2 separate regions of the Gossypium hirsutum genome follow, and region 2 is linked to region 1. Evidence: chromatin contacts called from public Hi-C data. All regions are on one chromosome and are shown on one strand. The core of a region is the stretch at or near the end of the contact, and the rest is flanking DNA. Distances in the headings are between cores, read along the strand shown.

The links. A called contact is a pair of places that touch in the nucleus more often than the background predicts.
Region 2: a contact with region 1 is called in a Hi-C map of leaf, with 2.0 times the contacts expected there. The contact joins two enhancer-like sites.

The regions. Positions count from the first base shown.
Region 1 is chrA06:107,417,225-107,421,660 of Gossypium_hirsutum_v2.1, reverse strand. No RefSeq gene overlaps it. Among protein-coding and RNA genes, the nearest start is that of LOC107963391, 35 kb to the right of the region's middle. Within about 2 kb of position 2,365, at least 8 of the 9 cell types and tissues checked have an H3K27ac peak or open chromatin away from gene starts, as enhancers often do. A contact at or near this core is called in leaf, where this site is marked.
Region 2 is chrA06:107,369,175-107,373,610 of Gossypium_hirsutum_v2.1, reverse strand. No RefSeq gene overlaps it. Among protein-coding and RNA genes, the nearest start is that of LOC107961803, 8.5 kb to the left of the region's middle. Within about 2 kb of position 2,185, at least 9 of the 9 cell types and tissues checked have an H3K27ac peak or open chromatin away from gene starts, as enhancers often do. A contact at or near this core is called in leaf, where this site is marked.

The DNA.
Region 1 (4,436 bases), core at 1,116-3,615:
CACATGTTAAATATTTAAATTTTAATTTAATTATATATATATATTAACTTTGGGATAAATTTTCTCTTCCTTTATATTTTAATCAATTTCTTTTACATTAGAACTTTCAAAATAATGGTAACTAATTAATTTTACATTAAAATGATTTAACAAATTCTCAAGGTTAATATATGATTGCAGTAAATATAAATCAAAATACTCATCTCATCCCATCTCTTAATAATGAGATTAGGGATTCAATTCTTACCCATAGAATGAAGCACATTTTAGGGTTAACTACTTATCTATTTGGAGAGCATCCACGATGATGGATACCTTGATTTTGACTAAAAAAATTCTTTTTATTTACTGGATATTTCTTTAAATTACCATAAGAACATTATAAATGGTAAAGGTGAGATTGATCGGTTCAATTTTTTTAACTAGATCAAGGTATTCAATTTTTTATTTTTCAAATAAAAATCAAACTGATGAATATAAGAAACTAGTTAATCAGAACGTACTAAGTCAGTTCGGATTTTGGATTTTCATATTGTTTTTGAGCTTTTAGACTTTATTTAGACAAAATTGCCTTTGGATTTGGAATTTTCAATTTTAATTAAATAAAACTATCTTTGTTTTGTGTTTCTTAAACACTATTAGATAATTTTATTTTTTTTCAATTATACATAAAATATCAATTAATATATTTATGCTTATTAAAAATCTAATTAAACATTGATTTAATCATTCCTAATTTTCTCTGATTATAGTCAAATATTAAATTATTTGTAATTTACAATTTTTAATGTATAATGAGAGAAAAAAATAACAAAAGCTTTAAAAGTTTTAACAATAATAATAATAGAACACAATACATAATAAGTAAAAGAGAGATAAACATTTGAACTCTTGAAATTTTAACAACAATAATAAATAAGCAATGAACTCGTGACAGATTGTTGAAATTAAATTTAGAATTTATTTTTATTTTTTATTTAATTATAGAATTTAAAAGAAATGAGTTTTGTTTTGGGTTTTAAGTGGATTTATATATTAAGCTTATATGTTTAAAAAAATATTAGGCTTGTCTAAAATACAATGGTCTTTCCTTTTAGTGAAGAAAGGGTTTCTGAAACTCGATCGTCTCTTGATTAGGAAACGAAAAAAGTTAGATTTAAAGATGGTGAAGGTGATGAGGATGTTGATATGTTCGTGGACTTGGAACCGAGGCCAAAGGTATCCTAGAAACATAAGTTGATTGGAACAAGGTTTTCTAACCATGAGGAGGTTAATAGACGTACAAAAGGTGATAGTGTTGAAGATATCGAGTTTCTAGAAGAAGATGTTATAAAACTATGGTCAATGGAATCCCAACTATAGAATTCTCACATCGTATCCAAAAGATCCTTTTTTAAAGAAATGGTGACAACGGTTGCGCTAAAGTTACTAGGCGAAATATTGGATACACAACCCTTCATAATCGGATCAGTAGCCTTTGGCGACCATCAAAACCAATTCACCTAATGGACATTGAATACGGGTATTTTTTGGAAAAATTCCAGTGTATGGAAGATTTTACCAAATTCCTTTCATAAGGACCATGGATTATTTATGATCAATACCTTACTGTGCAGCCATGGACCAAATATTTCGACTCCAAAAAACCTTGCCCGAGTGTGGTTCTGGCATGGATCAGATTATCGGGTCTTCCAGAATTTATGTATAAAAGGAGAATTCGGGAAGCAGTTGGCGGTTTGGTGGGCAAGGTAGCCCAGCTTGATTTCAACGTAGATAGCAAAATCAGACCTTGTTTTGCTAGAATGGTTGTTTTTCGTAAATCTTGATAGATCATTGGTGTCTCGAATATGGGTGAGAGGAGAATAACAGCAGGTAGAATATGAAACTTTGTCGACCATTTGATTTTCGTGTGGCAATTACGGACACTTGAAAGAGATGTGCCCAGCACCGGTGGGGAAGTCGAATAATGTGAAGGAAAAAACCAGTGGGACTTTGGGATCGTCTGAGCCGGTTAACTGTAATGAGGAGGCGACGTACGAGCCTTGGATGGTGGTGGAGCGGAGAAATGGGCGGGGGCAGAAAAAAATGCGGAATCAAAGGGAAGGGGTTTCAAACAAAGTAAGTTCAGGATCGAGATTTCTGGCCCTAAATGATTTAGAAAATCTGGAGAAAGATAATGGTGCTGTAAATGAGGCAATGTCGGGTAAATCTGGAGCTAAAATCAGGTGATTTAATAAATCTGTTTCAAAAACCTTGGGGAAAGGAGCCTCTATTTTAAATAATGGAGGTGTTGGGTCTGTGAAAGAGCCAAGAAGTGGGGTGGGTCAGAGCCTGTTAGTAAATGGACCAAGGCTTGGTGGGTCTTGTAGGGAATGAATAACAATGTTGGACCAGCATCAGGTTGGTGGTGGACTTGGCCCATAAAAAACAGTGCAGGTTAATATGGAAAATGGGCTTTTGGCAATGGAGAATATTGAATTTGGGGAAAGTAAGGGGGAGATTAAGACTTGGGCTTGAGGACCGTTGGGAGCACTACTTTAGACATAGCAATTCGGCAGGCTAAGATTGGTTTTTTGTTGATTGTTGGGTAGGGACCAGGTATTGGTGGGATTAGTTCAGTTAAAAAAAATTTCGGGGTGGGTCGTGATTATTTCTGACCCAAAAGAGCGACAAAATGAATCAGGCATGGACGTGGCAAATTTAGACGTTAATGGGCAGCTGGGTAATTTATTAAAGGCCCTCTTTAATTGTTCTAATTTTTCTAATGAATCCCTTAATACCATTACACACTTTAATCCAACCTTTGAAGAATAGGAGGGGAAGATGGTGGTCTTATATAATTCTAAACTTGACCTAGGAAAACACTCATTTGTTGTCTTCAAGGAAAATGCTAATCCAAATAATGGAGAAGCTTTGGGGGATGATATAACAGACGAGAGTGGGAAAAATTTTTCTTTTTTCAAAACTTAAGGTTCAGGTGATAAAGGCGGTTCGAGCCGAAATGGCAAAAAACTCAATCAAACCATCCGTAATCGGGAGGACAAGTTTAAATTGGTTGCTATTGCCCGAGTTCCTTTGACTGAATTTTTAAACTCTATGGTTGAGTTAATTAATGCTCAACTAGACATGGAAATGGACAAAGGGCTAGAGGCTTTCAAAGGAAATCATACATCAGGGTCGGGGAACTCCAAGCAGTAAGGTTGGTATCAATCCTATTTTTATTTTTTATGGATTTGATAGTTTTCTCCTGGAATTGTCAAGGATGTGCTAGTTTGAAATTTTCTCACATTTTCCTTGTGTACAGTAGAAAACATAAGCTTGATATTGTTAACTTATTGAAGACGAAGGTTAATGGCTTTAAAGTAAAAAAGATTATAGCTAGCTTTGGTTTTCATTATTTTCACCGAGTAAAAGCTATCAATTTTTCGAGAGGTATTTGGGTCAAATTGGACTTAATATATGTTAAGATTATCCGTAGTAATCTTCAATTCATTTGCATTCGGGTTCTGAAAGGAAATTCTACCTTGTAACAGCCCAATTTCATTGGTGTCAAAAACAGTGGTTTCGGGACCACAATTCCAACTAATGAGTTTTTTTTAATATTTATTTAATGCCTGTGGGATTATCTTAAGGTCGTATTAAAGTTTCGTTAAGAAATTTTAAAGTTTAAATGGTTAATTATGTAAAAAAGACTAAATCGTAAAGGTTGCAAAAGTTGGTATCTATTAGTTAAATGGGTTAAATGGCTATGGAAAGGTAAATTTGTAATACTCCACACTCATGCCCTATGCCAGGACGGAATACAAGGCATTACTAAACTTAAACACATGCATTCAAACATTTCCGAGTCATCAAGACTTGATCAAATTTAAAACTTTTTCGAACTTTGTTTAAACTCCTTAATATGGGCCTACGAGGTTTCAAACATTCATTAGAAGCCGTTCGCAATCAACTCGGGTCCTTAAACCGACTTAATACAGATGACCCTTGAAACAGGGTACACGCCCGTGTGGAAGGGCAACACGCCCGTGTGGCTATTATGACATGGCCGTGCTAATGGCCCATGTGGTTCACATGGCCTAAGCACAAGGGGACACGCCCGTGCCCTGAGCCCTTGTGAATTAAATTCTAAATTTGAACCTACAGGGTTTTCACACGGCCTGACACACGCCGTGTTTATAGCCCGTGTCCCTCACACGGCCATGACACGCCCATGTCCTAGCTCGTGTCTAAAAACCTTGACATTCTGTTGCAGTCATCAGCATCCAATAAGGGGTACACGGCTAAGGCACACGCCCGTGGCTAGAGGCCGTGTCCTCCACACTACTGAGACACACGGCCGTGTCTCTTCCCATGTGTTTACTACCACGCATACTGACTTGCAAATTTTACGTGCAGGGGACACACAGCCAAGCAACACACCCATAGGGCTGACC
Region 2 (4,436 bases), core at 936-3,435, 48 kb after region 1:
TTGGTTCTTGCATGCATGTTAGGATTTGATATATTGATGATATGATATGTTTAATTATCTTTCTGTAGCTCAAGAAGCTAACCGGGGTCCAAGTGATGAAGGCAAATGACCTACTTTGTAGACTTGTTCTAAAATTTCTGGTGAATTCCTTCTTACTTTCATGTGTTGTAAAATTCTTTGTTATATAATTCATGTAAGGTAAGTAATCCTCATTTATAATGTATGAATGGTGTATGTGTGGTTAATGGTCATTCAGTGTCATCAGTCTGAGTTTAGTTTGTCTGTGAAATGAAGTGAGTGCCATCCTTCATGTCTAAGCCACAACCATCTGCTTTGGATATGCGAAAATATGATCTGGTATGTGGTGATGGAGAAGAGGGGATATGTTTGTGTAGCCTCCGTTAAGGCAATTATTTTGCAAATCGGACTGACAGATCACAATAAAACATTCTAATCAGAATGAAAATGATATGATGAGTTAAGGGGGAGTATGTTTGTGAATAAGGATGTATGATATTCTTTTGATTCTGAACTCTGGGTATGTGGTCGGCATGAAGGTGGGTTGTCTGAGTTGTGTTAAATTGGCGTATAGTATATGCCCATGCGTATAGTATATGAACTTACTCGGTTATCTTTTCCTTCTCAGACTTGCTGACTGAAGGAAGATTGTTTGTTAAAAGGACTACGCCAGAGTGATGCTGCCATTGTAACCTGACAATTTTATTCTATATCATGCATAACTCTTTGGGGTGGCGTATGTTTGTATTTTGGAAATGATATGTATTAAGAACTTCTATTTTGACAATACTTTGTTTTTACGGGATTTTATTTAAATATTAATACTTGGATTTGAATTATTATATTTTGTTCAATGAAATTTACTTAATAAAAACTTATATGCCAAGTTGTTTGTACATTATCTTAAACTACTAATGATGGCAATAAACTATAGTAAGCAACAACCATTGTATTTTTATATCTATAACTTTGTAAAATTTTATAAAGCTTCCGTCAAATGCTTTGAAGTTGGTCTGATTTTAGTTGTGACACATCATACTCGGATCCAATTATTGGGTCGGGTTGGCGTGTTACAATATGTTTAATGTCATAAGCTCAAGTTGACTGTTTTGAAATCTTGCTAAGTTATGCGAAGTAACACCCAAGATTCAAATCTTGTGAAATGGGGTTAGGTTAAGGGTGTTATAAGTTGGTATCGGAGCTTTCGATTGAGCCAATCTTTTGGCTGATAAGTGAGTCAACTCTGTATGCATAGTACACCAAGCCTAGCTTAGTCCTTCAAGTATGTTGAAATTTATACTTGTATGAAAGATGTTTGTTATGTTAGTAAGCATTAAGGTGATAAGAAAGATAGTGGAGGAATAAAAAGATTTATTCGTTAAAAGGATCTGAAGGATATTACAAAGAGAGAAAAATACAAGACATAATGAAAAAAAAGTTTTAGTCTCCTCTCTTGATGTGTTAGTTTGTGGCCTCTGTAAGGATATTTTCTATGGAAGGATGATCTTCAGGATCTTGTTCTGTATCTATTGAGTCATCTTCATTGTCTTAAACTTTGGGCGTTGTAGGAATGAAAAAATCAACTGATTGTTTCCATTCTCTCTGAAAGGTTTCCCAAACTTCGTCCTCAGGATAGTAAACATTAAAGTTCAGTGACTCGGTAGAGATGTCCTTGAAACAATTGAATTCTACCCAACTGAGATCAAGAAGACCTGCAACCACTTGGGTCTACAGAATCAGGTTGGACCTCCATTTTAACAAAGCCTCATTAAGGCTCTTTTTAATGTCCTCTTGATATTTTCTAAAAGCTTCCTTGTTGGATTGGCATAGACTTTCCAACTCTGCTTTATGGAATTCTTCCTGAGCTTTGAGTTTTTCCTTCCAAGTGTATTCTTTTTCCTTCAGTTGAGTGGCTTCCTCCTTTGATTGCTCGCACTCAGTCTGTGCCTATTTATATTTACCCTTCAAATCCGTGACATAGACATCAAGCCTTCTAATCAAGTTATTGGATTCTTGATGATATTGGCGTAGTTTAGCCATAGAGTCCTCGTCAGTTTTCACAACTTTCCCCAAATTTAAAATCTTATCATTGTATTAATCACTGCGTCTTGGAGGGCCCAACTCTAAAGTCCATGGTCTATAGATAAGGCTTATGAAGCCTTTTCCAAAAGGGAAAATGGAGACTCATCAGGATTGGAAGAAAGGTAAGAGGTAAGAGCCTTTTTTAACTGCCGGGGCACGGAGTTTTGTTGCTGCTGAAAAATTACACTTAAAGAGACAGAAGGTGGTCCTAACTTTCATAGGTCACGTCATGGGAAAAATCATTCTGCTTCACTAAAAGAAACATGGTATTGTGGATTGCTAAGAGAAACTACTAATTGAATTAGGGGTGTTGCTTTTGTTAGATTCTCTATCAATAGAGGATCATAAATATGAATTAGGGAGTCTACTTTGTGGACAGGCTCCATTGGTGGTATTGGAGCTTCAGGTAAGGCAAAAACTAGAGAAGTGCAAGTGACTATAAGGGCAGGCTCTTTTTCGGATCTATGTCGTGTCAAGGGAGGACATTCACTACTTCCGGTCTCTTGGGTACTTTCCTCCAATCTGGGCCTCTTATTAGTTTTCTTTGTTGTTGTTTTTCTTGATAGAGCAACATTAGTCTTACTTTGTTTGAGCTTCATTAAAAATGGTTGTAATGTCCATGCTTTAAGCTGAGGCAAGCACAATGCATGAATGTGAGGAAGACCCTACACCAGTAATATGAGAATTAGTATTGTCTGAAGAGGAAGTAGAAGCTGTAATAGGATTACTTAAAATATTCCAGTTGCATTGCCAAAGACCACAAATGTTGTAAAAGTAGAAAGGATGTTATCATATACCCTTTACTAGTACATGTGTCAATTCATCATCCGCGTTGTAAGGCCAAGCAACAGAAGCAGAAGACATGATGAAATCATCTAGCCAAATTATAGAATCATTTGGCTGGCAACCATTTAGGCTTAAATCTTGTAAAAAAATGGAATATGTTTCTAACTAAAACAACCTCTACCAAATTATTTATATTACTTCAAAGCAATTTGAGAATCTATTAGCTGATACTATGCACAGATACTCTCCAGAGGAAGGGACTATTGTGTTACCTTTAGTTGGTAAATTTTTTGGAAAACACCCAACAATGGTGGCTCATTATGCATACAGAAATTAATATAGAACGCCACCAGCGTCTACCAGGATAGGGCTGATAACTGCCCTGGTGCAATATCGTATTCATTTAGCACCACACAAAAGAAGGGGGTTGAGTGGTGGATGAAAACCAGGCTCCAAAAAAATCAAGGGTAAGATAAAACCTATGAGGTTATTGCTTAGACGACATCCTCGAGGTCGCTGGAAGTGATAAGAAAAAATTGGGTGGTGGATACTCTAGACTCCTATATATCAGTGCATTTCCTCCTGGTAGTGCTATAGTCATACCCCACAGCTGATATACTTAGTGGAGTATCATCAGGATCAGACCTTAGGGTTTGAATGGGATTAGATTTCTGAGGATAACATTTTGATTAACTTGGCCTCAACCCTTCTATCTGGTGGTTGTAACGAGCAAGATTCACTCACTAAATCGAGGAACTAAAGCTTGGTTGAAGCCTCCCAACCCTTAACAATGGAGTTTCAGCTTCCTCTAAAAGAAACTAGGAAAAAGATAACTCAATTCATATCTTTTTATGAATTATAATACATTATAATTTACTATTTACAAATTTACCCTTTTAAAACAAATAAAATCTCCTAATTTCAAGCCCATTACTGTCCACTTAATACACACATGGTATATTTACTTACTAGATCCCTTACTTTACCTTCAATTTTTCCATTTAGTACCTTTAATTAATAGAAATCAACTTTTGCATCTTTTACACTTAGTCCTTTTTATTTAATTAACTATCTAAATGATAAAATTTCATAACCAAATTTTAACATGAAACTAATGACCACATAAATATTAAATAATTACGGATCGACACGGTAGAGTTGTGGCCCCGAGACCACTATTTTCAATAATACTGAAAAATAGACTAATTAGTAATTCATTAATCAATTAGGATTTAAGTGCAATTTACCCCAATCTAGAGAATTCCACATCATTCCTACCATTTGACCATTTAATGAGGGTCCGATTACCCAATTGATCTTTCAATCATTTTAAATTCCTACTAAACAAACTTTATTTCAATTTAACCTTAAACTAATTAGGACTTAATGAATAAATAACCCAAAAGTTAGTGGATTTAATCATGTCACCACCGCTTGGACTTTCTGGCCATGGTTTAATCACCATTTTGGTCCCTATAGTATTTTAAATATATAGTAATTCAATTTTGCCTCTTTTACAATTTAATCATTTTACCTTTATTTACTATAAA